Linked DNA regions of Mus musculus: region 1 is linked to region 2. Evidence: chromatin contacts called from public promoter capture Hi-C data. All regions are on one chromosome and are shown on one strand. The core of a region is the stretch at or near the end of the contact, and the rest is flanking DNA. Distances in the headings are between cores, read along the strand shown.

Region 1 (3,312 bases), core at 41-2,540, 85 kb before region 2:
CCAATGGCGCTTTCTGAAGGTGCTCCTCAGCCATGGCTGCTGTGCATTCACCCGGGCAGGGCAGTAGCAGCATCGGAAACTCTCTCTTCCTTCGGCCTTATTTTCTGGATCTATTTACAAGGGCCTTCTTAGCTCTGTGTGCTGATTTACCTTCATATCCTGTTCTGCCCTGTTCTTTCCATATCTAGAATCTGACCAAAGTGTTCCTTTAATCTATCACACACAGATGTGAACTCACTAATATTCATCTACCACCTGTTCACAGAACACACCCTCATCCTGTCCCCCCCCCCCCCACCCTTTTAACTAGGGCTGGGCTGAAGAGAGCTGATTTTGTCACAGCAGAACCAAGAACAGCCACCTGGCCCCTCGGCTGCTTTGCTCTACTTCTTTGTTATAAAAGTGTTAATAGATCTGTTTGAAAGTAGGATTAAGAATTACTCCAGAAGACAATGCACAGGATAAGATTATATTTTATTAGAGATCTTATATTACATATTCCCAAAAAGTTATAAAAATCTTCCAAGAGAAAAATATCAAAACCTGTTGATTTCAATGAGCAAAATAATCACAATGAAAGTAAACATTTTCTTCTAGACAAAGGACTGTGAAAACACTTCAGCACGAGTACAGCAAAGACACGGGATGATAATTACAATGTCTTCTAACATCATACAGCATTTTCTTAAATCAATTTTTTTTTTTAGAATGCTGATATTTGAACCATGCACCTCTAAACAAAATTAAAATTTCAGAGAGTGGGGAGAGAGTAGCGAGACAGTCTTGGTCCACTGAGCATCTGTGATAACAGATGTACCAAGCCTAACTAAACAGACCGCCCCCCCCCTCCCCCGCTGTCAGGTCTGAAGTGTGGCTGACTGCCCACGTGTGCCAGAGAAACCAGTTTCTGACCATAACCCAAAGCAAAAGACACCCTCTCTTCATTTCCCCAGTGTTGTAATGTGAAAATAACTTTAAAAAGCAGAAGCTTGCTGGTTACATAGAGTTTCTGCTTCACCTGTGAATAAGGAGCTGGTGGCCAGAACACAGAGTGGGTCCCCTGTGTCTGCTGTTTTTGTTTATTATTTATGTCAGCCACTGGTTTCATTTGGCCTCATCAGAACTTCTGTAGTGATTAAGCATAGCCACTTAACCACAGAGCACAGTGAACATCCACAGGAAGGCATACACTTAAGATACAACAAGAAAATAGATCATATTCGTGGGACTGGCGCTTGGTCGTCCTAGCTAGCGTCTGCAGAGGTTATAGGAGGAAGTGGTTTTGTTGTACTTTCAGTTGCTTATTCCCCAACAAATGAGGAAGGGAATGTACGTCACATGCTTACTGCATGAAATTATACCCTTGCAATGGTCCTGTCATTCTGGTATTTCCTTAATGATTATAGGCAAAGGATTTTAGGAACTCAACAGAACAGCGAATGTAGGAGCTGCATCTTGAGGAAGAATCCAGATGACGATCAGAATAAACAGTGAGGCAGAAATGCTTTTCTCTGTAATGTACTGGAATGGTAAGAGGTAAGTGGAGGTTTAAAGTCAAAGAATACTAAATTAGGTTAAGACACTGAGGAGAATTTTTCAAAAGTGGATATAGCCAAAGCATTCTTTCTATACCAAAATTAAATACTATTATTCTATTACAGAAACAATGATCTCAAATGACCTCAAAGGTCCCATGATGGTACATGGGCTAGACTAACACGCTGAGTTTACCACACACAAATGTTTGGAACGTGTTCTTTAGTAAGGAACATAAGATGAGCTACACACAGAGGATTTTAGAAAACAGTCTATTTTTAAAGCATTCTCTCTTTAACGCGGTTAAGTACTGTGAAATGCAAGAAGTACTTGGATCTTGTGGGTTACGAAATCCTTGCTTCAACTTGCAGTTTCCTTGGCAGCAGCATATTTTAATTAGCAATATTTTTCTCCCTTGTTTCGTTTTCTGACATCTCAGTACATTCAAATAGTCAAAATGTTTAGAGTAACATCACCACAAATGTAATGACACAGATCAGGATGTGGCCAGCATTATCAAGCAAAAAATTTTACATAATTTATGTGTCATAGAAAGTACCCACCCCCTATCCCAACCTCCCAATACCCCACCTCCCAAACAGTAATATGGACAGTAATAAGATTTAACAAGACTTATAAAAAAATAAGGCACATTTATTTTTGATATGGTAATTTAAAAATAGAAAACCCCACCTTGGAACACCTGTATTCAAATGAGCTGTATAGAAAGACACCTTGTGGTACCTAAAGTGGAACTGCTTCTTCTGTTTCAGTGACAATGGAATAAATTGCACCCATCCCATGTTGTCAAGTAATGAAAATACACCTCTTTTTCTACTGGTGAACGACTAAAATTATCACTTATTTTTTTAAATGTGTGGGTAGGAAAGGGTAGCCAAGAGGTTCATTGGAAAAGAGTATGAAAACCAACTACATTTATCATAAGGGTTGAGGGATTGCACTTTTCCACATTATTTTAACATACAAAATATTCAAATTTATATCAATGATTACAACTACTTTGGCCATTAAGCTGTTACCTACCAACTTCTGATTTTTCTTTCTATTTAAGTCAAATGGGTATTTTTTTAATAAAACATGATCAGAGATAAGAATACTTCTAGAGAATCTCTTTACAACCCTCAATGCAAACATAGTTAGCATTTAACCTGAGATGCAGTCTGTTGAGGGCTTATCTTTCAATAGTTCTTCATTTTTGTTACCTCAGTTCATACTGATAACGGTAGCTGTGGGACAAACTCAGAGAAAGAAACCTTTTTTTAAAGCATGGCTTTTTCTTACTAGATTGGTTTAAAAAACAAAACAAAACAAAACAAAAAAACAGAATCACAGAATTCATGTTCTCACAGTAGCCAGAAGCTAAAGTAATGTGCTTAGTTATTGCACGTTAAACCAAGGACGGTAACAAAGCCGGAGTTTCTCTGCTCAAGTCTGGGTCAGGTCCAACGCAAGCGGATACGGAACGTGCTGATCTCCATGGGGCTCAGGCTGACTTCACTCATGTTCTGGGCATCTGGAGGGGAGTGCATCAAGGACAGAGAGGAAGGGACGAGACTCTCCACAGCAAACTTGTTGAAAAGTTTCAGAACTGACATCTAAAAAAAGCAAGTGCCAAGATTTGCAGATTTAGAGCGGTACTGAGATTTGCACATTCAGATCTGCCCCGGGAGACTCCTAGCACATCTATAAACTCAGTTTAAGGAAAGCACAGGAAGAAATATATTTATCTGCTGAAGTTCCCTTTTGAGAACATGA
Region 2 (3,346 bases), core at 221-2,720:
TCAGAGTTGGAGGCCAGCCTGGTCTACTGAGTGAGTTCCAGAAACCCTGTCTCAAAAAAAAAAAAAAAAAAATGCCAGACACGGTGGTCCACGTAAGCCAGCACTACAGAGGTGGCGACAGGAGGAGCTCTGGAACTCATTGGTCACTCACGCCGTCTAGCCAGGTACACAAACTCCAGCTTCAGTGAGGTACTGCCTCAGATATAAGGTGAAAAAAGTTGAAAAGCCAGCGAGGGAGGTACTTAGCGTGAAATCATTCCGCTTAGGAAAACATGAAAGTGAATTCTCTGAACACAAGACATTTGTCAAACCCATGAAACGCTCATTCCTGGCAGCCAGTCACATCAGTAAAGCACAGGGGCAACGAGCAGGGAAACCAATAACCTTCACGTGCTGTAGACGAAGCAGACATCCCGACGGAGACGCTGAGACTTAGTAGGTACCGTTTTTAAAATCGCATAAAAAGACTGCTTCTCTAATCCCCAAGCAGGACATTTCCTCACACACAGGAGGAAAGGATGACTTTTGGAAATGGCACCAACCGCGTATGGCAAAGTTACATTTGTGGTTAATACAGGCAGGTTCCAGGGACACGGGACAGAGACACCAGATACTGTGGTCTTCAGTGGAGGATGGAAGCTCAACTTCAGAAACATCAGAAAGGCTCTCTCCTCACCTTCACTTTCAGATGAGGCTGCGAGTTCATGTAACTGAACAGTTGCTCGTAGTTCCTGCACTGCAGATCCCACTCTGTGTATTCACTGAACCGAAAGTCGTCTCCCAGTGGAGCCAGCAGAACTTTAGTGCGGAAAAGTTTTGACTTTTTCCGGTACTGATCCAATAGCATCTGAGCCCTGTGAAAGGGAAGGGGGAGATATTAAAAAATTATATCAGGAAAAGCTGACACGGCAACTCAGGAAAAAGACAGCTTAGAAACCAAAGGTGTATTATATGAAAAAAAATTATTAATTCCTTTTAAAAATTAGGTTAAGTGAAATTTATAAGACATGTTTTCTCCATCATTTATTGTCTGTTTTAAATGGCTATAAATTCTTACTGTACGGAAGTTATATCATTTTCCAATAGATAACCTTTGAGATGTCATAGCCAACTGAGATACCAGTGTCTTCCTGGAATCCCCTTCCTTACCACAGCAATTAAACACCAGACAGCCCATGTTTTACAATAATCTCATATGTGAAGATGTAAAGTCTCTCAACTACATATCAATACTGACCTTTGCTCTATTTTAATATCCTACTTTCTAACAATCAAAAATCTAATACTCTGGTAAAACATGGAAAAAGCATATTTAGAAAATGATTAAAAGTATAAATCATGATACCAAATATTTCCTGGAATTTTAATATTTTCCTTCCAAAGGAACAGCCATTCACTGTACAGCTGCCACCAACACCCTGGCCACTGTCACACTGTCCTGGTCAGTGGCTCCTGCTTGGCACCTGAATTTGCTATTCTGGTTTCCACCCTCTTGGGCTCTGAACCATGACCCTGAAAGGCCAGCCACGCATGGCATGCTGATGTCGACAGCTTTTATACTTCAGAGTCAGTGCTCTAGAGGAACTCCCTTTGAGGGGGCACTGAGTTGGAACACCATTGAAAAAACAGGAAGACAGACCCACAAAATGAAACTAAATAAGCAGATAAAGCCAGAGCCATTCAGGGTGGGGAGAGTCAAAGCTTGAGGCACTCGTGTTTAAATGACAAGAGTTGTTTCTCGCCTCGGATTCCAATCTTCACTTCAAAGATTATCCAAAAGTAAATTTCAATTCCCAATATAAAACTTATGAAAGTACCTCAAAGAACATCAATAGGGGTTATTTTATGAAAAAATAACATTTAATTAAACTTAGAATCCCATATGGACATTCTGAAATTTATACTCTCTGAAACTGCTTTGCAAATACAAATTTTTAGCAGTAATTTAATAGCTTCAAATTATCTTCATAGTAATTTCTTATAATATATAATTCTTAGTTTTAATAGCATGATGAGTAAAATATAATCATAGTGATTTTAAATAATATATGATTCATAGTTTTCTAGGATTAGCATTTGGTGAGATAGTTATTAATCTTTATTACCAACTACCTAAACTCCACATTTTCTAAATTTATTTCTTATTATTACTTCTAATTTGAAATGCACATGAAAAATGAAACAAAACTCCCTCCCCCAGTAAGAGGAATTAAAATAAAATATAAGAGCAGATAAAACATGTACTGTAGATGAGCACTCAACTATATTCCTGAGGTAATAATACTAGTAATAAATAATAAAAATGTTGACTAATAAATAAACCAAAGCTTGTATGTGTGGTTTACACACAGAGAGAAGACAGTATGAGCACTATCATGCCTGGCATCCTTCATAACACCTACAATGTGCACTATCATATCTACTTATTTAAAAAGCTACTCAACCATGCCCATGTAACCTCTTTTTGCTCTCTCTCAAACTCATAGCCTATATCCATTTAATCATACATGTGTATGTGTGTATACTTGATATATACTCCTAAAAATACCAGAGAACCCAGAACTGTTACTTTACTAAACTACTTAAAAGAGCTTTTAAATACGGATGATATTACATAATTATCAATTTATTCAAATGTATTCTTTCCCTAGCAGAATTTGGTATTTCTATATTACAACACAATGTATTACACATCTTTCACCTTTAGTGTAGTAACTGAACTTTAAGGAACCAAAATGAGAAACTATATGTGACTTGAAATGAGAAGTTTCCTTCATTATTGCATTTTTTTCTGAAGAAGTGGTCCATCCTTGCAATTTTTATTCAAATGTACTTAAGTATAAATAATTCTAATTAAAGTTTTCTGTAAGTCAAAAACATCAGAAAGATACAAAAATGTGTATTCATCCGAGCTGTGCAACTCACCGTTACTGAAATTGTTATTAAGGTAAGAGATAATTATACTCTTCATGTGCTCCATTTTAATAAATGTGTTTTTGCAGTTGAGCTGCTTTTCTTACCACTTCGTACAATGAGGACCAAAAGTCTTATTATCAACAGAAGTATATGGAATCAATCAAACCCAGTAGAAAGCTTTTACAGTGAGTGCAAAGGAGATGGTAATAACAGTGTATTGGAAGGTAGCCATTGTATATTGATCTGTCATTGTTCACTTGCCATTTAATTATAACGCGCAGGGGTGCTGACATTCCGAAGTTGCATTAGATCTGGCCTGAATGAGGATAATGCTGGCTGCCAACACCCACTTATTCGGCCCTTCAACAACAGGGAAGTGAGTGGCCACAGTGTTCTCTGTGTCTTATAAAACATACATTTTAATACCTGC

What was found. Promoter capture Hi-C pulls out the DNA fragments that hold promoters and counts their contacts.
Region 1: a contact with region 2 is called in a promoter capture Hi-C map of pre-B cells, with 6 times the contacts expected there. The contact joins two enhancer-like sites. A contact is called at or near these places in 5 of 39 promoter capture datasets (the C10 cell line, HPC-7-derived erythroid cells, liver and 1 more), 12 of 484 Hi-C or Micro-C datasets (B cells, the HL-1 cell line, bone marrow-derived macrophages and 7 more) and 5 of 115 datasets of contacts at active chromatin or transcription factors (CD8 T cells, astrocytes, bone marrow-derived macrophages and 2 more).

What each region holds. Positions count from the first base shown.
Region 1 is chr17:64,752,254-64,755,565 of GRCm38.p6, reverse strand. It overlaps Man2a1 (mannosidase 2, alpha 1), which reads right to left. Exons shown (of 22, transcript NM_008549.2): 22 at 456-3,152. The coding sequence ends at 2,994. Among named protein-coding and RNA genes, the nearest start is that of Dreh, 13 kb to the left of the region's middle. Within about 2 kb of position 1,290, at least 140 of the 459 cell types and tissues checked have an H3K27ac peak or open chromatin away from gene starts, as enhancers often do. A contact at or near this core is called in B cells, bone marrow-derived macrophages, centroblasts and 3 more, where this site is marked.
Region 2 is chr17:64,666,920-64,670,265 of GRCm38.p6, reverse strand. It overlaps Man2a1 (mannosidase 2, alpha 1), which reads right to left. Exons shown (of 22, transcript NM_008549.2): 7 at 3,343-3,346; 8 at 677-854. Among named protein-coding and RNA genes, the nearest start is that of Man2a1, 67 kb to the right of the region's middle. Within about 2 kb of position 1,470, at least 52 of the 459 cell types and tissues checked have an H3K27ac peak or open chromatin away from gene starts, as enhancers often do. A contact at or near this core is called in B cells, bone marrow-derived macrophages, centroblasts and 3 more, where this site is marked.